Regions from separate parts of the Mus musculus genome. Here all the other regions are linked to region 7. The links are chromatin contacts, called in public capture Hi-C, promoter capture Hi-C and targeted proximity ligation maps. All regions are on one chromosome and are shown on one strand. The core of a region is the stretch at or near the end of the contact, and the rest is flanking DNA. Distances in the headings are between cores, read along the strand shown. Region 1 holds the start of Cd274 (CD274 antigen). Region 2 holds the start of Insl6 (insulin-like 6). Region 3 holds the start of 1700018L02Rik (RIKEN cDNA 1700018L02 gene). Region 4 holds the start of Jak2 (Janus kinase 2). Region 5 holds the start of Dmrt3 (doublesex and mab-3 related transcription factor 3). Region 6 overlaps Dmrt1 (doublesex and mab-3 related transcription factor 1). Region 7 holds the start of C030016D13Rik (RIKEN cDNA C030016D13 gene).

Region 1 (3,360 bases), core at 64-2,563, 1.9 Mb before region 7:
ACCTCTTACATGGGCTAAGAGTCCAGGGTCACCTTCTCCCTCCCTCCGGCAAGAAACTGTAACCTTTCACAAATTCCCAGACAAGAGCTGAGAGCCTTTCACAGAACAGAGTTTAAAGTAAAGAAGTGACGCTCATTCAAGATGGGGAAATAGGTTTGTCCCAGGGGAAGTCCAGATGAAGATCTTGGAACGCCACTTCTTTATCTTCCCATGGGGGGGGGGGGCACGGGGGGGGATGGGGGGGGGAAGAGTGCCTGGGGCGGGGAGGGGAAGCAGATGCAAACTTCCTTTCTCAAAAGAGTGAAAATTTACCCAGTTTTCAAATTCTATCAAATGATCCTGAACCCTGTGCTCAAATCCATCCCTTCTCCATCCCTCCTTAGAGCAGCATATAACCACTATCATGTCTTCCTATCTATGATGCTCAGCTGGGAAAGGTGAATATTTTCCCTGTATAAAGTTCTCCTTAAACACCGCTTGGTCACTATCATCATCAGCTGCGGATACTTTCTGGAATGTATTCTCAGGTTGTTGTTTTTTTTTTTTCTACACAAAGGCCTTTCAGACACTCAAACATAATGAAGTACTTATACATATAAGAGTTTATCTAAATGAAATACCTAGCCATATTCCAGACAGTCACATACACAGATGGTCAGTGGATGACTGAGCTAGTAAGGCACTATTACTAACCTGTGCATTCCTCAGTGGGAGAGTGATGCCCTTTAATAACCCAGCACAATGGAATATAGCAATTAAAAAAAAACTGGCTAAGTAATTCATAGGAAAGCACCTGTAATAATTTATTTTTAAAAAAAGATAGAATATTGTACTTTCACCTCTTATGACAACCCCAACCTAAACTTTAACATAGCCTAGGTCACTGTATCTAAGAACTGTTTGGGACATTTTCTTCCAAAAATCCTTTAGGTTCTCTGGGCAGATAGAATGAAAATCTTAAGCTCCAGCATCCTAGACCTCGACAGAGGAAGGGACCTCCGGAGATGCTTCAAGTGGAAAGACCCAGTCATTGCTAGCAAACAGTCAAGTCGCGCTAGGACCAATTAATTCATCTCTTCTGACCCAGCTACCTACCCACAAGATCCATAAACACACAAAACTGCGGATTCTGAGTTCTTAACTTTCCCAGGAAACCGGTTCCCTTCTCCGTCCTAAAAAGGTCTAGGGATTCTGGCTCTTTAAAGTGCCCTGCAAGCGGATTCCGCGAGAAGATGCTCCCTTACCTGCAGGCGAGGAGACTGGCCCGCGACGTGCAAGTGCAGCCTGGCATGAGGCTTGGGGACCACGATTTCCTGGTCTTATCTCGAGTTCAGAGCCCCGCCCACTCCGCGGAAGCCTTGTCCAACCTCCGCTGTCTGTGAAACCGAAGCCACCCAGTCCCTTTGAGCATGAGTTTATCTCATAGTATTTCCTGCGGATGACTTTAGAGTCAGCTTTGGGATATTCACAGTTTAAGAAAAAACGAAACTAGGCTTCGGTGCGGTGACACACGCCTTAATTCCAGTACTCAGGAGCCAGTGGCAGGTGAGTCTCTGGTCTATAGAGAGAGCTCCAAGACAACCGGGCTGCTACTGAGAGGCTGTCGATAAAAACAAAAACAAACAAACACTATTTAAAAACGAAACTAAAAGTGAAAGTGAAACCTGCATTAGCTTTCTTGTAAATCAGGTTCCCTCAAAGAAACAGTCCAGAGTAAACAACTCAGCTCTATTTTGGGTGGGAGTGGAACCTGAGGTCGGGGGTGGGGGTGGGGGGGAGCGTGTGCTTGGAGATCCACATAGGTTGCCTTCCTCTACAGCTCCCACCTTGATTTTTGAAAGAGGGTCTCTCTTACCTAACCTCGGGCTCGCAGCTGGCCAAACTAGCCGGCCAGCGTGGTCCAGGGATCCCCATCCGCGCCCCTGCTGCCAGGGCTAGGGTCTCAGAAATGGGCCATCACTGCATTTATTATGGGTAATGAGGACCCGAATTTCAAATCTTCAGGCTTGAGCAGTGAGCGCTTTAGAAGCAAAATATCTGAAGTCATAAGATCTCTGACTTAAATTTTATCTTCAGAATCCAGACACTTCAAATTACCATCCGATTCCCCATCTCTTTCAAGCCCTTTCTGGATACGTGGATACGTGACAGTCTTGACATGACTTTACATATAGAGTTATACAACCTATAGAGTTAATATCAAGCAAATGACTCAGTTTTAATTCTAGAAAGTAGGTGTGTCTGTATAATAGGAAATATATTTTTAAATCGTGGATTTGGTGACTTCCTCAAAGTTCCTCGACATAATGAAACCAGTTGTCTTGCCGTTCAAGAACTTCCCATCTCGAACCGTGCCCTTTGTGAACGCTGTGGATCACGGCCAGTCTCGGGATCCAGGTGGGGGAAGTCTATTCTAAATGATGTTGAGAAAGACTTTCTGCGAACTGGAAGTGTGGACTTTTTCCAAGACAAAACCTTGGGAACTCCACAGAGCACTGTCATCTTTAAACATTTCACTGTTGGACTTCAAGGGCCTTCTTCATTCTCTGCTTTCCCCCACTTACTTACTAAAACTACTATTCCAAAGTAGTGCACTGGGTGAATACTGGGGTGTCCGCTGGCTTAGTTGTAATGAGATTTTCACATTCTCAAAGCATCTCCATTTTTAACTTGGAAGTCATTGGGGTTGATGCTGCCTAAAGGATCTATAGAGAATGTGGCACTCTAAACAGCAACAATAAAATTGGAATAAGACCAGAGCCTCAGCTGAGATAGTCCCTCTTCCAAATGTCTTTTGAACCCCAATAATAGAATAAAGCAATTAAAGTTAGAGATAACATTAGTTGGCTGACTGAAAATAAAATATAGACTTTATATGTGGAAATTCAGTCTAAACATATGTGTGTGTATATACACGTGCACAGACAAAACATATTTCTAGTTAATAGGTTTGTGTTTGTTTGTTTGTTTGTTTGTTTTTGGTTTTTCGAGACAGGGTTTCTCTGTGTCCTGGAACTCTGTAGACCAGGCTGGCCTCGAACTCAGAAATCCGCCTGCCTCTGCCTCCCCAGTGCTGGGATTAAAGGTGTGCGCCACCACGCCTGGCCAAGCTTTATGATATGTTAGTATGGTTGTGACTATTCAGATCTGTAAAAAATTCACTTTAGAGACCCACTCCTTAGCTGAGTTCCCTTGGTTCCATAAGGATCTGAGAGGTGAGGATTAAGCCACACCCCCTTAGTAGTCTCTATGATATGTGAATTCCTTCTAAAGCTAGAAGAGGTGAGGTGGTTTGGTTTTGTTTGTTTTGTTAAAGCATTGCTTACAGTCTACATAAATTCTCCACAGAGAAGGCAAGGG
Region 2 (3,513 bases), core at 398-2,897, 1.9 Mb before region 7:
TAAAAAAAAAGAAATGTGGTACATATGCACAATGAAATTTGAATACATTTATGAAGAAAAAACCCACAAAATTATGACCTTTGTAGGAAAATGGATACAAGTGTATATTATGTTAAATAAAGTACATTTGATTCAGAAAGACAAATATTTTATGACAATGTTCTGGAGTAAAATTAATAGTATGGGATTCTAGTAAATACATCTGAAATTAATTTTATAATATTAGAACTTATTCACTCAAAATTAGGCATGCAAATAATTTTTTTTCAGTTAAATAAATCCATTCAGCCATTATCCTGCTAATAATAGTGTGTAGCAGTTAAGAATGCATTCCCAGGCAGTGGGATGCTTTCGCGGGTTAAGGCACTTGCTGCCAAGCCTGACAATGTGACAACGATCTTGGGGTCCCATATGGTGCATGGAGAGAACTGGATCCAACTTATACACACACATCAGCAGTAAATAAACATCATAATAATAATAATAATATAATAATAATAATGGTGATGATAATTTATTGTAAAAAAGAATGTGCTCATATAAATAAATTAAGGCAATTTTTACCGGGAACCGGATACTAAATGATGCTTTTATGTACATGTAGAATCTAGACTTAAAACTATGTATTTGTGTGTTTATATATGTGTATGCTTAAATGTTTGTGTTTGTAGGTCATGAAACTACAAAAGGGATTCCGAGAGGGATGAGTGCTTAAAGAAGGTAGGAGGCAATCAATTAATAGAGGACATGTAATTAAAAAAAAGCAAAAAGGGGAATTACTAAAGGCAGGAACTGGGAGAGGGTGGTTAAGGGAGGCGAGTAAGAGAGAGTGAAGTACAGTGCGATAGATGTGAGAAGACACCGCGATGGAATGAGTAATTTTTAAAAAGGGTTTATTTATTTTATTTGATATGTATGAGTGTTTGCTTGCATGTCTGTATATGCACCACGAGTATGACTGGTACTGAACCGGAGTTACAGACTACCATGTGCTGCTTTGTTGGTACAGGGAAGCGACCCCGGATCCTCGGCAAGAGCAAGTTCTCCTAACTGCCAAGACATCTCTCTAGTTCCAGTACCAATTTTTTAAAGTTAAAAAATATAATCCATGAAGGAGATAAGTTTCTCCGAAGGGAAGAAATGGCTCCTGTAAACACTAGGCAAAAAGAAGATCACATTCCAGGTGTGGGGGGGATGCTGCATCTCAGAGTCCTAGGTTCTCATATTTCATGAGGCAGTTTCTTGGAGCGCACGACAAGGAAAATGAATGAATAAAGTCAGAGAAAGAAGACATTTTAAAACTTGCATTTCTGAGGCCAAAAGAGCCTGTTAATTTCAACTTTGACGACAAGGAAAATGAATGAATAAAGTTAGGAAAAGAAGACATTTTAAAACTTGCATTTCTGAGGCCAAAAGAGCCTGTTAATTTCAACTTTCTGCAAGCCGGAAGTCCATGTAAGCCTGGAACACCCCGCACCTAACCAAAGTGTTCTGGAGAAGATTGCCTGCGAGGGAGGGCAACCCGAGGGCGGTGCGGAGAGGGGCGTGGCTGGGGGCGTGGTGGGTGGCGAAGGCGGGGCGGGGCGGGGCGGGGCGGGGGCGGGGCGACGGCCGTTGCAGCGCGCCCGGCCCTGTGGCGGAGCCCAGGGATGAAGCAGCTGTGCTGTTCTTGTCTGTTGTGGCTTGGACTCCTACTGACTCCTTTCTCCAGGGAAGAGGAAGAGGAATCCAGACCCAGGAAGCTGTGCGGCAGGCACCTGCTGATAGAAGTTATAAAACTCTGTGGCCAAAGTGACTGGAGCCGGTTCGAGATGGAGGAGCAAAGTCCTATGACACAGTTCTTTCCCCACTACTCACGCAAGGGCAAAGCCTTCAACCCTCACCCTTCTTCCTCCGCCTGGAGAAGATTCACAAACCCAGGTAAAACTCTGAAGGGAAGGCTTGGTAGCTTATCAGTGTGCAAACTCCTCTTTTCTTATCCTTGACTTTGCTCTGCCAGTGAATTTCTGTAGGAAATAGAATTTGTACCTAGTGTACGTGTGAATACAGTTTTAAAAACCATACAGACTTATATGAAGTTCACTTTAGACTTAGAAGAAATAATTTGTTCAGAGTAGGCCTTATTAAAAAGATGGCCTTAGGTTTCATGTATACCCCAAATTCCGTGTGTTATAAGCTTAATCTCCAGGGCAGCGTTAGGAAGTGAAGTGAGGGAATTAAATTTTCTTGAAACGGAGTCAGGCCATTATCACAGAAGTGGATTGTCCTGAGTGAATCTGTTGCAAGATCACTTCATCCTCCTTTTCCGGCACCTCCGCTATGGGATGATGCTACAGGAAAAGTCCTTGGACCCTGGAGCATCTTCAAATCACGAGTCAAATAAATTCTTGCTCATTTGAAATTAACCACTGTCGGGGGCATTGTCAGAAGATAGATATAGGTGATGAGGAACTAGTCACATAGATAGGATGGGATGGGATTGGGGGCGTTTATTTAGAGGAAAAGTTTATTTAGGGGAAAGACACTGCTGTCTGAATTATACGGGGAAGAGCGAGGAGGTCAGGATGTGCTGAACAGGAGGGGAAAAGAAGCAACAGCGTAGGGCAGTAAGGTTCGTCCAGAAGGGCTGAGAGAGGGAGAGCAAAGCCAACGGAGCAATTCATGTGAAGTGAAAACTTAATAAAGGGCACAGGGAAGGACAAGGGCGGATGAGATGAGTCTCGGCATGGATAGCTCATCGATGCAGATAGGTAGATTGTAGTATGGGGACAGATGAAGCTTCTCTGTGGTTTGCAGCAGCACTGAAGGTGAACTAGCGTGCTGAATTGCATAGAGATCTCGTGGTCTTGACCTACCCTTGCCATTCTGATATTAGCCTTTCTCCTATGTTGTAAAATGTGTTTGTAGATTCCCTTAACTAATTTTATAGTTTTTTTCAAAGCAGTGTTTGTAAGTGAAGCAACTTATCAGAACTTTAAAAAAAAATCAATGTTCTTACTTGACTTGGAAATAAGGAATTAATGAGAGTCATAAAATGAAGTGGAACTGCTTGTAAACTACTTTCCTTTGCAACTAGGTGGAATTCACCCCTAAAACCATCTATGTGTGACTAGTTTTGCTTTCGATCTCTTTGTCATCGATGTGCGTAGCTTTCATATATCTGTGTCTGTCAAGATTTTCATAGGAATTCATTTCTGTTTGATTTCAAATGTTACAGAATTAATAACCATGTATTACCTAGACTATTTCCTCTTTTCTTACTGCATTTTGCTCCCTTTAATCTTTGCTTTTTTTGTTTAGTTATAACTCTGTCTTACTCACTGTAATAGCAGAAAAGGACGGGAAGCCACGCCCTCCAGCTTCAGGGGACAGAGCGAGCCTGGCAAAACCTCACACTGCAAGTGGGGGTTGGAAAGAAAGACCCAGTGATAGATTCAGAAAGGCCAAGAATCCACGCAGACTCTGACCTCCTCTATTTCCCTTCTTTCCCTTTTCTTCCTCCTCCTCGTCCCT
Region 3 (3,431 bases), core at 159-2,658, 1.6 Mb before region 7:
ACACCTTCTGGTTAGTTGTTGTTTGGTTTTTCAAGACAGGGTTTCTCTGTGTAGCCCATGCTGTCCTGGAACTCGCTCTGTAGATCAGGCTGGCCAGGAATCCTGAGATCTGCCTGCCTCTACCTGGGTGCGGGGTTTAAAGACGTCTATCACTGCTGCCTGCTGGTTTGTTATTGTTTTTATTCACAGTACTGTTTCAAAAAGCCTTACTTCCACCCCTGGACAAACAAGCAAGAAAACAAACGGACAGCAGTAGAAACTCGGGTTTGTTCAGCATAGCATTCTCGGAGGCCTCTAAGTACAGTGGCACACAGTAGGCACTGGGTAGCTCTTCCTGAAATGAATGCATTTCTGAAGGAGCTAGTATGTTTGACCTCTGCGGAAGTTAACGGTGACAGCTACTTTTGGTTCTGAAAGTGGATTCAGGGAGATGAGACACATACTTCACTTGATGAAAGCTTCTGTGAGGAGGGTTCCAGGTCACCCCTGGAGGAGAAGGAAATGGGGTGAAAAGGCAGAGGGAAGAAGGTCAAGGGAGGATTGGTGTGAAAAGGTGGGGAACACCTGGTGAACCAGAGGGGCCGAGGGGACACAACACGGGGGCATGCTGCTTCCTGTTGGGTCTGAGCAGGACAGAACTTGGCTCTTAGAAAAGACTAAGGGTGAAAAAGGTGAACACAGAGGGGGGAAAAAAATGAAATCCAGGCACTCAGAGGTGCCAGCGGGAGACTAGAAGTAGAACGGGGTGCTCAGAGGTTGTCCACTGGGGAGAATGCAGACGGGCGCAGCCTGCAGGCTGGGACCAGGCAGCACAGGGCACGAGGGTCTGGGGATGCCAAGAGGCGCCGGGTGGAGCTCAAGGGAGTGGGGTGCAGGGGCGCGGAGGGGCGGTGCAGCAGCCGGCGGGGCGGCCCCGGTGGCCGTCGCTCACTTCCGGGAGAGCCGGGCGTCCTGGCCACCGCCCGCTTGCAGCTGCCAGCCCTCCAGGGCCGCGGAGCCTGTGAGCGCGCAGGCCAGGCCACAGACCAGCGTCTGCGCAGCTCGGACCACCGCCAGCCACCATGGGGGCGTCGGGGCGGCTGCTGCGCGCCGTGATCATGGGGGCCCCGGGCTCCGGCAAGGGCACCGTGTCGTCACGCATCACCAAACACTTCGAGCTGAAGCACCTCTCCAGCGGGGACCTGCTCCGCCAGAACATGCTGCAGGGCACAGGTGGGAGCTGAGACCGAGGGCTGGCGGCGTGCGATCGTCCCGGCGGGGCTTTGCGGGCCGGGGTCGAGGGTCCTGCGACGCGGGTGCAGCGCTCCCCGACCTCGCCTGGGGAAAGAGCCGTTGCGCCCCGAATCCTCTGGCCTCCGTGGGCAGCTTCGGGTAGATGGGGGAGGGGGAAGGAAAGGACTAGGAAGTTCAAAGACTGAAGGAAAGCCCTTGGCTTTGTTTTTAGAAGCTCATTCGACACAGCTGGCAGCTGCGGTGGGGGTCCAGCCGGGGGGAGCTGTGCCTGTCTCTCCACGTGTCCTTGTATGCAGAAGGCAGGCTTTGGCTCTGCCAGGGCTAGCTTCTTTTTTTTTTTTTTCCCTACACCCCCCCCTCCCGCCCATGGTAAGCTCCGTGGGATCTTGTAATTCTGACCTTTCTCTCTGCAAGGTCAAGTATTACTTATTTTCATTGCAGTCACAAAGTTGGCTTAGATTTTGATGCCCCCAGACATTTCTTAGTCACTAAAGTTGTCCTTGTAACAGTTACATAAACGATTGCTGTGTTTCTCCTTCCAAAGTCTTCTAACTCAGCACAAAAAATCTAGCCAACACTTTACAAAGGGTGGGTTTGTGGTAAGTTCTATTTTAAGAAAAGCATTTTTAAATTTATTTTTTGGGACAGTGTCATTCGATGTATTCAAGGATAACTTTAACTTAAGTTTGACATCCTCCTGTCTCAGCCTCCCTAGTGAGTGCTGGGATTCCAGGCGCCAGCCAACTAACAGCTGTAAACTATTTTTTAAAAGCTTGCACTAGATGTGTTTCTCCACAATAGTGTTGACCTTCAATTTCAAACTAGTGCCTATTTTGAAAATTCATTTGAAGCTTATTTACACAGAAATAATACCTGTTCAAGGTTTTAAAAAAAAGAAAGTAAAGGCCAGGGAGAGGAGGGAAGACAGAAATGTATAAAGTAAAAAGCAAAGTTTTCTCTTAGTCCCTACCTCAGCCCAGAACCTCGGAGAGAAACAGTCTATCTCCTTCTGGAAATGTCTTTGTGTAAAGCTCCTTCTTACAACCTCAGTGTATCAAGTTACCATCTACTTACTCCACATCAGTGTTTTCGCACACTGCATTCAGCCTGCCATCCCATATGGAGACGTTGTCCGGTTCCGCACTGCACTGCTTACCCTGTGTCTGCTGAATCTACCGCGATTTATTTACCTCTCCACTCCCTCCTGGCGGGTGTATAGCTAGTTTCTAGGAAAGGGTGTTTTTTGTTTGTTTAAAAGACACTGATATTCAAGTGTGTGCGTGGGGGTGGGGGTGTGTGAAAACCCACAGTTTTCAGTTTCTTTGGCTCGATCCTCTGCACCCCTCAAGCATGTTTTCGTTTTCTTCTAATGTCGACCTTAAGAAATAATAAAGGCTGCAGTTAATTAAAGTTTATCGAAAGGTTATTTGACTCTTGCTAAATGTTCTTAGTGCAACAGATTGCAATGCGAGTTACTGCAAACAGTCCCAAGTCCTGAAGACTTTGCTGCTATCCAAAGTACAGTAGAAGTCTTTAGGGGTGACCTGCATACCGACTCAGAGCTGGCCTGACTGTGGGTGGCAAAGAATGCTCATGGGTAGGAAAACACAGAACATTTGAAAAGAGTAAATGAAAGGGTATTTAAATACATTTCTGAAAAATGAAGAAACAATGTTTCTTGCTACACGTTAACCCCTGTTAAGCCTCAGGGTGCCCAGGACTGCATCTCTGAAACATGGACAGAGACTACAGAGACCAAGGAGCTGAACACACAAAGTTGTTCAGCCACCCACTCGGCAGTTTTAATGCTCAGTTCATTTTTATGACACAGAAAGACAAATACTTTCTTAATACAAACTTTGAAGATTCATTATTGGAAGTAGGTTTTTTGTTTTGTTTTGTTTTAACAGGGTCTCAGACAGTTGCTCTGGCTAGTCTTGAATTTGGAGTAATCCTCCTGACTCAGTTTCATCAGGGTTGGAATTGCGGATGCTCTGGCTCTGCTAGGAGAACTAAATAAAGTTCGTGAGAGAAGTCTTTGCAGTTCAGAGTTCAAGGTCCACACAGGCAGCTAGGTCTTTGTTCAGCTGGGAAAAGTTACAGATCTCAGAGGGAAGCCCCAGCCAGGTCCCTTGGGATGCTCACTCAGCTAGTTGATACTTGAAATCCTGCAGGTCCTGGGATGTCGGGGTCACTTG
Region 4 (3,261 bases), core at 523-3,022, 1.8 Mb before region 7:
TTTACTTTTCACACTCAAGACACCTTACTCAAGACACCTTCAAATTACAAAGGAAAAGACACTAAAAGAAACAAATGAAGCCCGGTGGGTGGTGGTTTTAATCCCAGCATTTGGAAGGCAGAGGCAGGGGAAATCTCTGAGTTGGAGGCTAGCCTGGTCTACAGAGCAAGTTCCACAATACTCCACAAAAGCCAAAATAAACATAAGTGCTTATCTAGCCTCCACACACTGCAGCTCTCCTGTACAGGTAAATGCTCATGCCTGTAGCACCGCTCAGTACTCTCAGGATAAGTCCTGGGCACATCCAGTCTGCAGACGTCCCACACTCAAGCCAGCTCACATACAACCAAATGATCTTAATAGCTGGAACCGTAAACAGTAAACAGGTAAAGGATATAGAGAAAGAGGACCAGAAATTGATGATTCATTTTCAAATCCGCTGGGAACTATATGAGAATATTTGCAGTAAGCCAACAACTCACTCATACAAACCTATTATGAAACCAAAAGCAACCTCCGGCTTCTTTATTCCCACTTCTGTTTCCCTTCTCCGCATTTCTCCTCCTCTCTGTGACACACTCAGCGGCTCGGTCCTTTCATTCAGGGAAAAGGAGTTTCCCCTGATAGACTAGTAACCACCGGAAAGCAATCAACCAACAAAGCAAGCAGGTGAATACAGGAAGCATTCAATGTGGCAGCAGAAACCCAGCAAAAACAACCAATTTGTTCCCTCAACAGGTTATTTCAATTCCTTGAAAATTAAGACTGGGGAGAAAGGGGGAGAAAGAGACGACTTATTGTTTTCCTCTGCAAGACCACACTGTAAAACCAACAAAGACCGCTTCTTTAAGGATCCAAGAGACACAATAAATACCACCCAATTACTCTCCCACAGCAACAGGAAAAGTTCAACACTGCCATTTTCGCAGTAAGCAACAATTAGTCCTGCCGTTGTACACAAGCATCCAGCCTTCTTAGCAGGCACTGGCTCGCAGATCTCAGACACCCTTGTCTTTAACTGCAGCACCCAGGCAGCCCCGAGCGCTAACACCCACCTTCGCGGGAGGGAAAAAAAGGGCCTCTTCTTCTGGGGAGGGAAAACAGTTCACATCTTGTTCCCGTCGCCTGCTTCAGGAACCTAAAAACAGAAGCAGCAAGTCACTAACTCAAAAACCCAGGGCCAATAGATGCTCTCTTTTTTTTTTTCTGCGCTGTTTAGATGACTAGAAAAATGTACAGAAGAATAAGAAAGAGGGGGGGTCGGGTTCTAAGGCACAAGGGGATGCATGCATTTATCAACAGCTAGCCACTCCTTCCTAGGCTGTCGGAAACCCGCAGGTTTTCTAGCTTTGAAGTTCCCTGCCAGTAGCAGGGGGCTAAGGGGAAAGCAGGAGGCGGGATCGCAGGGAGAACCGCTGCCCCCCGCCCCCATCCAGCAGCCAGGGACTGCACCCACCGGCGACACGGGTCGGGCCACACAGGAGCGCCCCGAGGCGCGCAGGATCCGCTCCTCCGAGACGCGTCGGGCGGGCCGAGGTCTAGGGAGCCCCCGGGCCGGGCGCAGGGTCGAGCGGCCGCCAGGCTGGGCCCTCGGGGGCCCTCCCGCGCGGGCTTGGCCCGCACTCACATCCCGCAGCGGCGGACCCGGCAGCCGCCTGCAGCCCTCGCCGGGACGGACGGGCGCCTCCGGAGCCGGGGCCGCGGCCGAGGCGCCGACGCCGCGCGAGCTCGCCCAGAGCGGGGGCCCGCCCAGCCTGTCAGCGCGGCGGGAGGCCGGCGGTGGCCGCTGCTGCCCCCTTTCTGCTCTGCCTCAGCTTCCTGCAGCCCACGCCACGCCCACCGCGCGCCGAGCCCGTCTCCGCCCTCCAGGGGCCGCACGCCGCCTCCGCTCGGCCCCGCGACGCCGGCTCAGCTGCCCTGCTCGGCGGGCTCCGGCGCGGTGCAGCTTCGGGAAAGCGGCCCCGAGCGGCGGAGCGGGGCGTGGGCAAGCCGGCGGGGGTTGGCGGGGGGGCGGAGGCCGGCACGCCCCACTGCGCCTGCGCCGCCCGCGGGGCCGCTCTGCGGGGCTGGGCCGGGACGGGGGAGGCGGCCGCGGGCTCCGGGGAAGCGGAGGCGCGCGTGGAGATTCCCGGGGCAGCCCCCGGGCGAGAGCGCGCGAGGAGGAGGAGGAGCGGGGCGGGTGCGGGTTGGCGCAGCGTGCTTGCGGCCTCGGCTCGCGGAGGAGACGGCTGGGAATGAGTCAGCCCGGCCGGGAAGGCCCCGCTGCGTCCGAGCTGATAGGATTGGCGGCCGCTGCCTCCGCGGAGACTTTCCCCTTCCTGCTTTCGTTTCCACAGGCGGCTCCCTGCCCTAAGCGCTCGGCCCAGGGGACGTGGCACCGTGGACCGGGCGCTGAGACCCAAGTACCTGACTTCAGTTAACCACCACTTCTGCGAAGGGACCGCTTGGAAGAAGAAACGACGTATAGGGTCCCAAAGAGCCACGTTCATTCATTCAAGAATTTGTTCCCTGCTAGGCAAGGGCTCCCAGGAGAGGAGACGAAGGCAGCACCCATTCTGCATGTGCTATTCTCATAGAAGCCAGAAAAGAGGCTTTAAATCTGCACTGCTCTTTGTGTGTGATTGCCAGTAACGGGTACACACACACACACAAAGGTGAGTGGAGATGTTATTTTGAGATGACCAGAAAAGACCTCTTAGAGTGGCATTTGAGCAGAAATGTGAAGGATGAGAACGATCCAGTCCTGGAACTATCTGGTTTCAAGAAAGAAGCTAACAATGAAAAGGATTCTGAAAAGGGAATGTGTTTTAAGGACCAAGAAAGAACCCTCAATGGAAGACAGTAAAAGGAAAGGGGCTAAATAAGAAGACAAAGAAATAACTGGGGTCATTCTGTATAGGGCTTCTTATTTTTTCTCTTAGCCCCAGGTTTGTCAACCGAAATGAAGCATTCACAACACCCACGTCCCCTTATATACGTGACGGATGCTGTTATTCAGATCTTACATCTATTGTTTTTTTTGTTTTTTCCTTTATTTTTGAGTCTGTGAGCCTGGAACTCACAGAAATCCTCCTACCTGCCTGGGGAATGCCGAGATCAAAGGTGTGGGCCACTACACAATGCATGGTTTCTTTTAAGTAAATGTCACCAAAGCTAAAGATAAGGTGGGCAAGAAAAAAATAGATGATTAACAGTAAGCTTATAGGATTTAAGTCCTTTGTCAACCCACACAGGAAAACTGAGTAACTTGTTCATTCTCAT
Region 5 (3,248 bases), core at 661-3,160, 1.8 Mb after region 7:
GCAAGAGCTGTCATTGAGCAGCTGAGAAAGTAGAGACAGAGGCTCTAGCTACCAGAAAAACTACGGACCTTTCACTCCTAATTCCAGTACACCCCATTCCGAAGGAGATGGGCCTGTCTCCTTTGTACGTTTACCCAGTGAAGGGGAAACACCAAACTCCATTGAATTCCGGTTGCCAGGAGGCTGCGAGCGGCCAGGAGTAAAGCTAGAGGTTCCTCGGAGGAAAGAGAGGAAGAGGCTTAAAATAGGGGCAGCCGGACTCAGGGACTCAGGAAAGAGCCAGAAAGAGAGAACTAAGTAGAAACCGGGGTCTGCCCACTGTCAGGGCTCAGAACCCTGTTAACCCATCCCCAAAATCAGAGCATATCTGAACAGCGGGAAGCTAGATGGCCAGAAAGCCCCTCATTATTTCAGGCCAGGCCAACCCCGCAAAATCCTGGAAAGGCACTTGCTAGGTTTTCTCCACTGTAGGCCAAGTTTTGGTTTTAATTTCTTCACACCACAGCAGCCCGGGAAATGGCAATAAAGGACCAAAGAAGTAGTTCAGCAAAAGAGAGTTAAGTAGCTTCACTTTGGAGCCTTTTCCTTAGAGTTCTTAAAAGGCGCCTTTTTTTTTTTTTTTTTTTTCAAATTCTAAGTCTTGAGGCCTCTTAGCCTGGCTAAAAAAAACAAAACGACTCCTAGTTCCTTTAAGTAAGAGACAAAACGCCTGTTCCGGACCAAGCCAAGAATCACCTAGAAACAGCAAAGCACTGGGCCCTGACTGCTAGCCAGCACCTACTTACCCCCTCGCTCCAAGTGAGAGCCCCCACCCGTCTAAAACCCGCAGCCCGGATAACCCTCCTCATTGTGGTGTGTTTAAAGTCGGTCTTCCCCAAGACATCATTTTATTTTTAAAATTGACCTGCTATGTTCCCTTTCAACCCGGGGAAAGCCTCTGACGATAGGGACACAGCCAGGCGATCTGGTTGGCCCCTCTGGCGGGCTCCTGGGTTCCATCGGCTTCAGACTCTCGAGACCCCCTTTCCGGGAGAGTAAGAACCGGTGCCTGGTGGGGGTGGGGCAGGTCCAACCAGGTCCACTTCCCACAAACTTGTCTTCGGCCTTCCCCCACGATCCCGAAGAGCCCTCGAAGCTCCCTCATTCGGAGCGCGACCCCAGCGCCGCAGACGCTCTCACCTGGTTTAGCAAGCTGCGCTGGCAGCGTCCCGGGCTGGGGCTCCGCGACCCAGCGCAGCGCGGCGGCCGCGGCCAACTCCGCGGTGGGACGAGGCGGCGCGGGCGGCTGGGACGCTTGGGAGGCTGGCGACGACTGCGAGGCGGTAGCGGCGGTGGCCGCAGCGTCCCCCGGCGGCGGGGGCCCTGGCAGAGCCCGCAGCGAGTCCGGGATGAGGCTCTCCAGGCTCTCGTTGGCCTGCTGCCTGCGCAGCGCCACCTGCGCCGCCATCACCCGCTGCCGCTCGATGATCAGGATGCACTTCTCGCAGGTGCAGTCCTTGAAGCGACAGTAGCGCTTGTGGCCCTTGAGCCAGGACAGCACCCCGTGGTTCCGGCAGCGCGCGCACTTGGGCGTGCGCTGCAAGGGCGCCCGCGGCGGCTGCGACACCGGGCCGCCCATGTACAGGTAGGGGGAGCCGTAGCCGTTCATGCCCAGGGCTCCCCCCGGCCGGCGGCGGGAGCTGGAGCACAGAGCTCGGAGGCCCGCTCTCGGGAGGCCCCGGAAGGTCCGCGGCGGCCGGAGCTACGGCAGCAGTCTCCCCGGCTCCGATGGCGCTCGCAGCCCGCCGGTACCCACGCGTGCCGCCTCTCTGCCCGCCGCTCTCGGGGCGCAGGCTCCACCCGCAGGTCCTCCCACGCTGAGGCTCTCCAGCAGCTGCAAGGAGCCGGGGAGAGCTCTGATTACGGTCTGAGCCACTTCCTTCCCTGGTCCCTTCCTCGCAGACTGGACCCAGCACCTCCTCCGCCACCCTCCCCCCCCAGTCCCTCCTCCCTCCCGCCGCCACCCCCCCCCCAATCGGGGTCCCAGCCTCCTTGCGCTCCCCACGCGCTTTCCTCCTCCCTGGCAGGCACCCCTCGGGTTCCTGCACCTCACCTTCCCCGCCACCTGCAGCCTGGCCTCTCAGGCGGGGGCGCTCACAGCCCCCTCTGCCAAGCGCTCTGTTACCCCTTCCTGAGCCGGGAGGGACTGCGCCGCTGCGGTACCGCGGGAGCGCTGGGCGGACCGGGTGTGGGGCGGGGGACGATGGGGAGGGGGGTGGGTGTTTGTAAGCCAGCCGGCAGGCCTCTCCCCTACCCTCTCACGTCGCTCCAGCACTGGCCTCGAAGCACTGAGCCCTAGACCGCTTTCCTTCCCACCCTTGGCCTCAGCCATTCGGAGCTTGCGAGGGAATTGAGGGTACTCCGCAGGTCGGCCCCGGGAGAACCGGGTTTCAAGAACCGGAAAGTCTCCACCTGGCAAGAGGAATCAAAAGAGGGGTAGTAGTGATTCGGGAATTCTTCGCTTGGTTTTGCAATCTAGTTTCTTTTTCATTGCTACAGAAGAAAAATGAGTATTTTTTTTTTTAATCTGTCAGGCTTCAGGAAGACAACTCGTTTTATAGGGTAACTTCAATTTTCTACTTAACCTCCTCTTGTCTTTAAAATAAACAATCTCTGCCTTGAATGACCTCTCTGCCTTGGACTGCCAAGTGCTCTCTTGGATGTTTTTCTTAAGCACTGTTTAAACTTTCCGAGGGTGTAGGGAGAAGACACATTAGTGGCCCCAAAGTTACCTGGTATTTTGTTCACGCAAAGGCCACTGAATCAGCCAAGGTCCGGAATTGCCCAGTTCAAATCCCCACAGACGCTGTGTTTTACTTAAGAATAAGGAATAGACCCTACTCGTAACAATCTTTGCGTGACGATGAAGAGTCTCCTGTATAACCTTAGACTGCATAAGCCTTTTTTTTTTACAGCATAAATTTCGTTTATACTCTTTGCTTGTTTTCAGTATTGGTTTGTCCAATGTCGAGTATTACTACGTACGTGTAGAGAAGGCTGCCTTTTTTCACTCAACCAAGAAAACAACCGAACAAAAATCAAGGCATAAAGTAGGCTCAGGACCGCTTTAACAACTCAGTGGGAAGGAGCCAACGGAAGTCCCGGACGGTCTTTTAGCGGCCCCTGGGAACGTGCGCTCCGCTTCTTACTGTGTGGGTGAAAGTTAACGTAAACGGGTCTGCTGCGGTACCTGACTCCTGAACTGCACA
Region 6 (3,239 bases), core at 289-2,788, 1.9 Mb after region 7:
CCTGCCTAAATGAAGCCTGTCTTTAAAAACCAAAAACCAAAACCAAGTTGATAGCCACTCTCCCATCTATCCCAGATTTCTGTCTTAACACCTCTGATAGTGCTGTGTGTGTATGTGTGTGTGTGTGTGTGTGTTCCTTCCTTCCTTCCTTTTTTTCATGTGTATATGTAGATACACGTGAGTATGTACACATGTAGGCCAGATGTCAACACTGGGTGTATTCTTCTATCATGTTCTCTCTTATACTTTGAAGCAGGGTCTCTCACTGAACCTGGAGCCCACTCAATGTGGCTAGACTCCAGGTTAGCAAGTCCCAGGCACCCACCCGCTCACACCCCACAATCAGCAGGATCAGCAGGGAATTCCACCGTTTCTGGATTTTAACGAGGATGTTGGTGTCCAAACCTCAGGTCCTTATACCTGAATATCAGGCACTTTACCCACGGGACCACCTCTCTAGCTGTGGAGACAACTCTGGGGCCAGGCATGGTAGTGCACACCTTTGACCCTAGCACTCCTGAGGCAGAAGCAAGTGGATCTTTGGGAGTTCAAGGCCAGCCTGGTCTACATGGCAAGTTCCAAGCTACCCAGAACTACACAGTGAGATCCTGCCTCAAAAAATAAATAAATAAATAAATAAAAAATAAAACAATAAAACCCCTTCAGGTTACAGTGTAAGCCACCTCATTTCTATCACTTCAACACCAGACAAATGTCTAGTATATATGTGCTTACTATTTAATGCTTTCGTATGACATATCTTAACAAACACATTTATGCCATTATTATGTTTGTCTATGCTTTGCAATATTTTAACTTTTTTTGTTTACTTATTTACCTTATTTTTATGAACACCGGTGTTTCGCCTGCATGTATGTCTATGTGACAGTATCAGATCTTACAGTTTCAGATAGTTGTGAGCTGCCATGAGGATTTGAACCTCCGGTCCTCGGGAAGAGCAGTCAGTACCCTTATCCACTGGACCATCTATCTCTCCAGCACTACCCAAAGGAATCAAACTCTTCCTCAAAACTATAAAAAGTCATTCCATTCAGTCTTTGATCCAAACATCACAGTATTTTGCTTTTAAACGATTAACTCTTTTTATTGGGAGGCATGACCGAAGGAGCTAGCTCAATACATAGGGACGCCTAGCAAAGAATTCAATAGATCTAAAAACAGTACAGCAAGTGGGAAGAGGAAGTGAAATTAGGTCGTCAGCTGTGATCTGCAGTGTTTCTGTTTACATGGAAACTCTCTAGTAAGCCAACCATGTCACTTTGGAACCATACTGTGTCACTCGTCCATGTGACAAATGGGAGCACCATCAGAGAAAGCTGAGATTTAGAGGACAAAGTACCTGCTCAAGGTGGCACGGCTAAATCAAAAGTTGTAACTGAGTATGGATGGATGGGCCTTCCAGGGTTACAACTCCTGCTCCTTAACCCGCGCTCGGTTTCCCTCACTCAGCAGGCCAACTCAGCATCTCTGCAGCTCTCTGCAGGAGAACAGGGTGGCATGAAAACCCTGGGGACCTTTATCAGGTGTCCTAGTCACTTGCTCATCTGCATTTGGTATTTATTTTGCAAGTTGGCAGCTTATAGCTATGTTGGCTTATTTTGATGTAAGAATTTTGCAGGCATGACTGAAACATTTTTAAAAGTCAAGTTGTGTTCACAGTTGGTGATGCGAGGCTTAAGAGAGCCCTGCCGCATCCCAGTCCTTTATTCAGTCTCCCTGGATCATTCTCTGTTATGCATACATTGAGAATGTCCCTCCTTATGCCTTATGTGCCATCACACTGACAGAAAATTGTTGTGCAGATTCCCCAAAGTAACCTCAAACTTCTGAGATAAAGGTTATGTTAGACGGTGACTGTGGACTGAGTATTTCAGGAACACACGGAAGCTCTACCCTTGGCCACCTAAAACAACAGCTCTCTTCAAGACACTAGTGCTTGTTTCTCACCTGCATAGGTGAAGAAAAGCAGAAGAGAGTTCCAAGAAGATTTCAACAGAAAACGGAGGGCTTACGCGATGAGTCTAAGCCCTAAGCAACCAAGAGCCTGCGCATTTATAGGGGATCCGCCCCACAGCCGAGGTTCAACTGCAGAGACAGGCCGATCTTGGTGAGTTTGAGGCCAGTCTGGGATGACTTGAGAATTAGTATTTTCAAAAAGAAAAACAGGAGAACCTTGATGAACAGGGTTTGTTGGGAGATGACTGCCACCCAGGAAGCTGCACCTAACATATTCTAAGCTACCCCAAGGTAGAGCAGGCTGGAGGAGGTGGGGCCTCAGATATATCTAACTCTGGGCAGCTGGGTATTTCTGCAAAATGACAATGTGAGAAAAACCAAAGCTGAAAATGAACCCTAAAAACCATACACAATTCCTTCCTGAGTCCCTGCAGCCCATCTTTGCTGACATTAACAGATAGATAGGCCAGTGTGCATCACATCATACTGTGACTACGTGTGTACTGAACAGAACATGTGCGTGGTACATGGTGTGCACGTGTGTGCACTTCCATGCATGCGTGTTTCACATATTCCATTAACTCTGGGTCATACCTGCCACTGGTTTCCAGTCTGAGCAGGCACGTAAGGTGCTGGGAGACTCCGCAGGCTGTTCTTCACGGGGGATCCCCCGAGGGAATTCCCCACCTCCCCTGAGGAGGACTCAGCAGACAAGGCCATGGAATACTGGGGGTAGTTGTACAGATTGTTGTAGTAAGGAAACAGAGAAGGCTGGTAAAAGCTGCTGTAGTAGGCGGGGTCTGATACCAGGTCAGATGTGTTCTCCATATGCCCTCTGCTGGTGACAGCAGGAATATCCTGGATGACCATGCGTCCCTCTAAAAGAGAAGAGAGAAAAATAAAATAAAATAAAAAGATGTGGTTAAGGGGCAGCGTTTGGGATGTAAATCAATAAAGGAATGAGTGACGTCGTAAGATTTAATGTAGGCGGTCCACAGATCTTGCCTTCTACAGCTCAGCTGGGCCTCACACGTTCACCCTCAAGACAAACCAAGAACCTGGAGTGCAAGGGAGACATCCTCCCCTGCTTCTTCAGTCATAAGGGGAGGGTTCCAAGGCCGGCTCTGTGCTGATGGCAAAGCTGAAATACCCTTGGCTAGGTTATTTTCCCTGGGAACACCAAGTCACTTTTGAGGTAGGGTAAATGGCATGACCGGAGTCAAACATCAAGGAACTGGAGATCAGACCCGATTAACCTATGA
Region 7 (3,548 bases), core at 489-2,988:
AATTAAAGTGAAACAAAATAATATAGCCAGACTTTATCAGGATATTTATAACCTTTCCTTGATTGGTCACAATAGAGCCCTGCAACTCCGTTCCTTCATGGAATATCTATGGAATTTGCTTTCATAAGCCTCTTGTAACTGTATAATATTAAATATTGAGGGGAAGTTATAATACATCCTTCACATGGTACTTCTAAAAAGGATCAACTGTGGTATTTTCCACTTTCTTCAAATAGGTATTGCTGGCCATTTACACCAACTCAAGCAACAGGCTTTTCTGCCATGACCTCCCTTTGTAAATTTTGTATACTTAGTAGCCGTTGTAAATCCTCAAGGCACAAAAGTGGCTAGGTCTTGGCCTCAGGAGCTCTAGCAAGGGTGTAAAGGCTAAAACAGCTGTAACTGCCTTTCTAGTGCTTCAAGGCAGGAAATAGCCAGACCCCCCCCCCCACACACACATGTGCCCTTGACTTCCCTAATGGTCATCTTTTAAAGGCTGTAATAGCCATTCCCAGCCCAGGTCTCGCCGTACAAGAAAAAAGTAAAATAAAATCCCAGACCACCCTGGAAAGTAACCCCCCACCCCAGAATCCTGATATATTTCCCCATCCCCCAATTCTGCCCAGTTCTCTGTTGCTTCTCTTCCAAGCAGGGCAACCACCCTCCTTAGCTTTTCCCTCCAAATTAATCCCTTGCCTGAGCTTAGTTGTGCAGCAAGACTTTGTGGTATTCCTTGGCTCCTGACTGCCAGGATACCTTTTGGAGCAGAACTGTCACAGGGAAAATTTTCTATGAGCCAGAGCAAAGCTGTAACACCTGCATCAGGGAAACTTTCCCAGCAGCTGAAGCCTTCCCCTAACAGAGCCGTAACACTTAAAGATGTGTTACCAGCGACACAAGAGACAGTGTCCACAGGGAATTATAGTCTCTAAGCTTATTTGCAAGCTATCTTAACAAACTGACAAGTGTTCTCACAACAAAGACGGAAGAGAATGAAAGGCAGGGGCAGGAGTCAGGTATAAGCCAAGGAACGTCTGAAGCACCAGATGCTGAAGATACATGGGACGTCCACTCACTCCTTGGGGCTTCAAAAAGGGCCCCCTGCTCAACCAACTAACATCTGCATTTCAGAACAGTTAGGCAGTAAGGTTCTGTTGTTTGGCGCGACGTGGGATCCCCTGGAACTGCCGCCATGTAGGTGCTGGGAAATGAACCCAAGTCCTCTCCAAGAGCAGAAAACAGCTTAGCCATCTCTGCAGCCCCCAAGACCAAGTTTGTTTCTATTGCTTCCTCGCTAAAATGGAGTAATACCTTAAATATATATCCTAAAGTGGAACCGTGGGGGAAAAAATGCATGCCCAAGAACGGGCCTACATTAAAAACGCCACACACACATTTATGGAAAGAGCTTTTCACAATATTTGACTGTGCTCCGTTCTTTACACTTATGGTTCCCGAGGGATCTAATTTATCCGGAGATTCGCAGCTAGGGTGGGAAATAAGGGAGACATGGGTGTTGGCAAACACGATTACAACAGAAGAGACTCCGGTACAGCTTTTACCCTCCAGGCTAGACTAACGACGCAAACAGACACTAACGAGCGAGCTGTCCCAACGCTAACCCAGCTTGCAGACTTCGCTGTCTTTTAACTCCTTCAGGACCTGGGTGGCCCTCGCGAGAACCCGCGTCGTTCCCAGAAATCTGCAGGCTCAAGCGTCACTTTCCCAAGCCACGGACTCGTCTTCCACGGGACGGATCCCTTCGAGGGCCAAAACTCATGCAGCCCTCTCAGACGAGAGGTGTGGCGAAAATGGACCAACAGGAACTACGGATTTCGTGTTTCCTAAGCTCCACCCCTTGACCCCAGTACCAGGACGTAACGCTACAATCAGCGGATCCGGGGCGGGGCAGAACGCGGAAGCGGAAGCGGAAGCGGCGGGGGGTGGTGGCGGAACTCTGCGAGTTTCTGCCCCACGTGTGCGGTGAGTGTTGTGGAGAGTTTGGTGCGGGAAGTGTGGGGCGAGTGTCCGCCGGCCGCTCGGGAGCGGGGAGCTCTGCGGGGTGGTGGGCGAGCGGCGTCTTCAGCTCCATCTCCGGGACGGTCTACCTGGCCGCTTCTCTGGCCCGGAGTTGGAGGAACCCTGGCGAGGGCAGGGGTTAAGCCCTCTCTGTTAACTTGATTATTGTAGAGCTAAAGGAACAAGTTTCGCTGTCAAACTCCGGCCTGTGCGAGTCACAGTCAGCCCACTCGTCCCGTGTCAGACGTTGTGCATAGGAGCAGTGCAGGGAAAACTGAAGCGATCCATAAGCCAAGCATGATGGGAGGCAAGAGTATTTTAAACAGAGGCAGTGGGATGTCCCGGAGGTGGAAGTCAGGAGTAAGGCGCGGACTGGACAAAGAGGAAGGTAGAACTGTGGAGCCTTGGTGTCGAGTCTCTTTATTTTTGTGTAGTGGGAAGTATTTTGCTTTGTGTTCCTAGGCATATAAAATAATGAAGGATTATTAGAAAAGATCGGGAGGCTCATGGTAGGTCTTGACTCTCTTAAGGAGATTTTTGATGATTTGCATTGAGTGTTGGTAGTAGAGACAGAGGTATCTTTAAGGAGACTGCAGGATAACTTACTGTTGGGTACACGATGACTACCAAAGAAGTGAACATCAGGAGCCGTGCTCCAGTTTTCTCTCTGCGAAGTGGAGTAGATGGTCCCCGTTGAATACAGCAGGAATAGACAGGGAGAGAAAGATAGTAATTTGTAGTGGAATGCAGAGGATTGTGTCTCAGACATTAAGCATAAGACGCCAGTTATATACATAATCAAGAAGTGTTGAGGACTCAGGTCTGTGTAGGACGTTATCTCAGGGTCCCAAGGCTGCACAGTCTAGAATACCTAATTTGCTTGTCTTGCTCTTGGATTAGCCGTTAATTTGATTGCTTAGTAACTTGGTGAACAGTGCTTTAAGTGACCAGGGTTAACATCATCATGACTGCCGCATAGCTTTGTCACTGTGAGAGCAGCACTTCTTTGCTGTCATGTGCCACCCCTTCCCCTGGCCCAAGCATAACCTCAGTCTAATAATGAAAATCTTAAACTCCCAAAGGGGACATAACCTGGAAAAAAGGACATGAGGTGGCTACATTAACTGTATCTTGGAATAGGAAGAGGACAGGAATGAGAAAATTGATTTCCAAATAAACCCTGTGTTATACTAGTGTTATTTTCATAAGTTTCATTACACTGTCTTATTAAGTTGTCAGTGGGGAAGCTGGGTAATAGATCTATAGGCTCTATATCGTTTTAACTCTAATGTAAGAGGCATAGTTTTAAAATAGAGTATGTAAATAAGGTTTTTCTAGACAGCTACATGTGAGGGCCATTGGCACAATTGCTTAGCATGTGGTAGTACATGAAACCTACATGCAGAAATGCAAATGCGAATGTGATGTCTTACCAGGTAATAAAATGAAAAAGTGAAAAAGAGATGCCCCGCAGGAAGCTGAGCAGGTCCTGTGCTGGAATTATAGATCTGTACCCTGTGTATACACTG

The links. Promoter capture Hi-C pulls out the DNA fragments that hold promoters and counts their contacts. Capture Hi-C pulls out chosen DNA fragments and counts their contacts.
Region 1: a promoter capture Hi-C map of liver shows a contact between it and region 7, with 2.5 times the contacts expected there. A contact is called at or near these places in 9 of 39 promoter capture datasets (3T3-L1-derived adipocytes, the C10 cell line, the HPC-7 cell line and 6 more), 10 of 484 Hi-C or Micro-C datasets (the N1E-115 cell line, cardiomyocytes, cerebellar granule neurons and 6 more), 4 of 130 datasets of targeted methods (astrocytes, embryonic forebrain, forebrain and 1 more) and 2 of 9 other capture datasets (adipose tissue and liver).
Region 2: a contact with region 7 is called in a promoter capture Hi-C map of pre-B cells, with 5 times the contacts expected there. A contact is called at or near these places in 7 of 39 promoter capture datasets (the 3T3-L1 cell line, cranial neural crest, hippocampal neurons and 3 more) and 1 of 130 datasets of targeted methods (embryonic forebrain).
Region 3: a contact with region 7 is called in a promoter capture Hi-C map of pre-B cells, with 2.4 times the contacts expected there. A contact is called at or near these places in 14 of 39 promoter capture datasets (the 3T3-L1 cell line, 3T3-L1-derived adipocytes, the C10 cell line and 10 more), 1 of 484 Hi-C or Micro-C datasets (the N1E-115 cell line), 6 of 130 datasets of targeted methods (astrocytes, embryonic forebrain, embryonic limb bud and 3 more) and 2 of 9 other capture datasets (adipose tissue and embryonic stem cells).
Region 4: a targeted proximity ligation map of astrocytes shows a contact between it and region 7, with 5 times the contacts expected there. A contact is called at or near these places in 6 of 39 promoter capture datasets (the C10 cell line, cranial neural crest, hippocampal neurons and 3 more), 5 of 484 Hi-C or Micro-C datasets (cerebellum, embryonic fibroblasts, muscle stem cells and 2 more), 7 of 130 datasets of targeted methods (astrocytes, embryonic forebrain, embryonic hindbrain and 4 more) and 1 of 9 other capture datasets (liver).
Region 5: a capture Hi-C map of embryonic tail shows a contact between it and region 7, with 4 times the contacts expected there. A contact is called at or near these places in 1 of 39 promoter capture datasets (pre-B cells) and 1 of 9 other capture datasets (embryonic tail).
Region 6: a contact with region 7 is called in a promoter capture Hi-C map of pre-B cells, with 4 times the contacts expected there. A contact is called at or near these places in 3 of 39 promoter capture datasets (the 3T3-L1 cell line, hippocampal neurons and pre-B cells) and 2 of 130 datasets of targeted methods (large pre-B cells and pro-B cells).

What each region holds. Positions count from the first base shown.
Region 1 is chr19:29,365,391-29,368,750 of GRCm38.p6, reverse strand. It overlaps Cd274 (CD274 antigen), which reads right to left and starts at 1,313. Exons shown (of 7, transcript NM_021893.3): 1 at 1,245-1,313. It also overlaps a transcript of Plgrkt not described here.
Region 2 is chr19:29,323,452-29,326,964 of GRCm38.p6, reverse strand. It overlaps Insl6 (insulin-like 6), which reads left to right and starts at 1,647. Exons shown (of 2, transcript NM_013754.1): 1 at 1,647-1,920. The coding sequence starts at 1,650.
Region 3 is chr19:29,045,460-29,048,890 of GRCm38.p6, reverse strand. 1700018L02Rik (RIKEN cDNA 1700018L02 gene) reads right to left here and starts at 1,408. Exons shown (of 1, transcript NR_028360.1): 1 at 162-1,408. Ak3 (adenylate kinase 3) reads left to right here and starts at 930. Exons shown (of 5, transcript NM_021299.2): 1 at 930-1,212. The coding sequence starts at 1,062.
Region 4 is chr19:29,250,314-29,253,574 of GRCm38.p6, reverse strand. Jak2 (Janus kinase 2) reads right to left here and starts at 1,772. Exons shown (of 25, transcript NM_008413.4): 1 at 1,457-1,772; 2 at 1,056-1,138.
Region 5 is chr19:25,609,199-25,612,446 of GRCm38.p6, reverse strand. Dmrt3 (doublesex and mab-3 related transcription factor 3) reads right to left here and starts at 1,910. Exons shown (of 2, transcript NM_177360.3): 1 at 1,180-1,910. The coding sequence starts at 1,648.
Region 6 is chr19:25,545,435-25,548,673 of GRCm38.p6, reverse strand. It overlaps Dmrt1 (doublesex and mab-3 related transcription factor 1), which reads right to left. Exons shown (of 5, transcript NM_015826.5): 3 at 2,572-2,855. Among named protein-coding and RNA genes, the nearest start is that of Dmrt1, 41 kb to the right of the region's middle.
Region 7 is chr19:27,428,227-27,431,774 of GRCm38.p6, reverse strand. It overlaps C030016D13Rik (RIKEN cDNA C030016D13 gene), which reads right to left and starts at 1,738. Exons shown (of 1, transcript NR_027987.1): 1 at 1-1,738. Pum3 (pumilio RNA-binding family member 3) reads left to right here and starts at 1,867. Exons shown (of 18, transcript NM_177474.5): 1 at 1,867-1,983.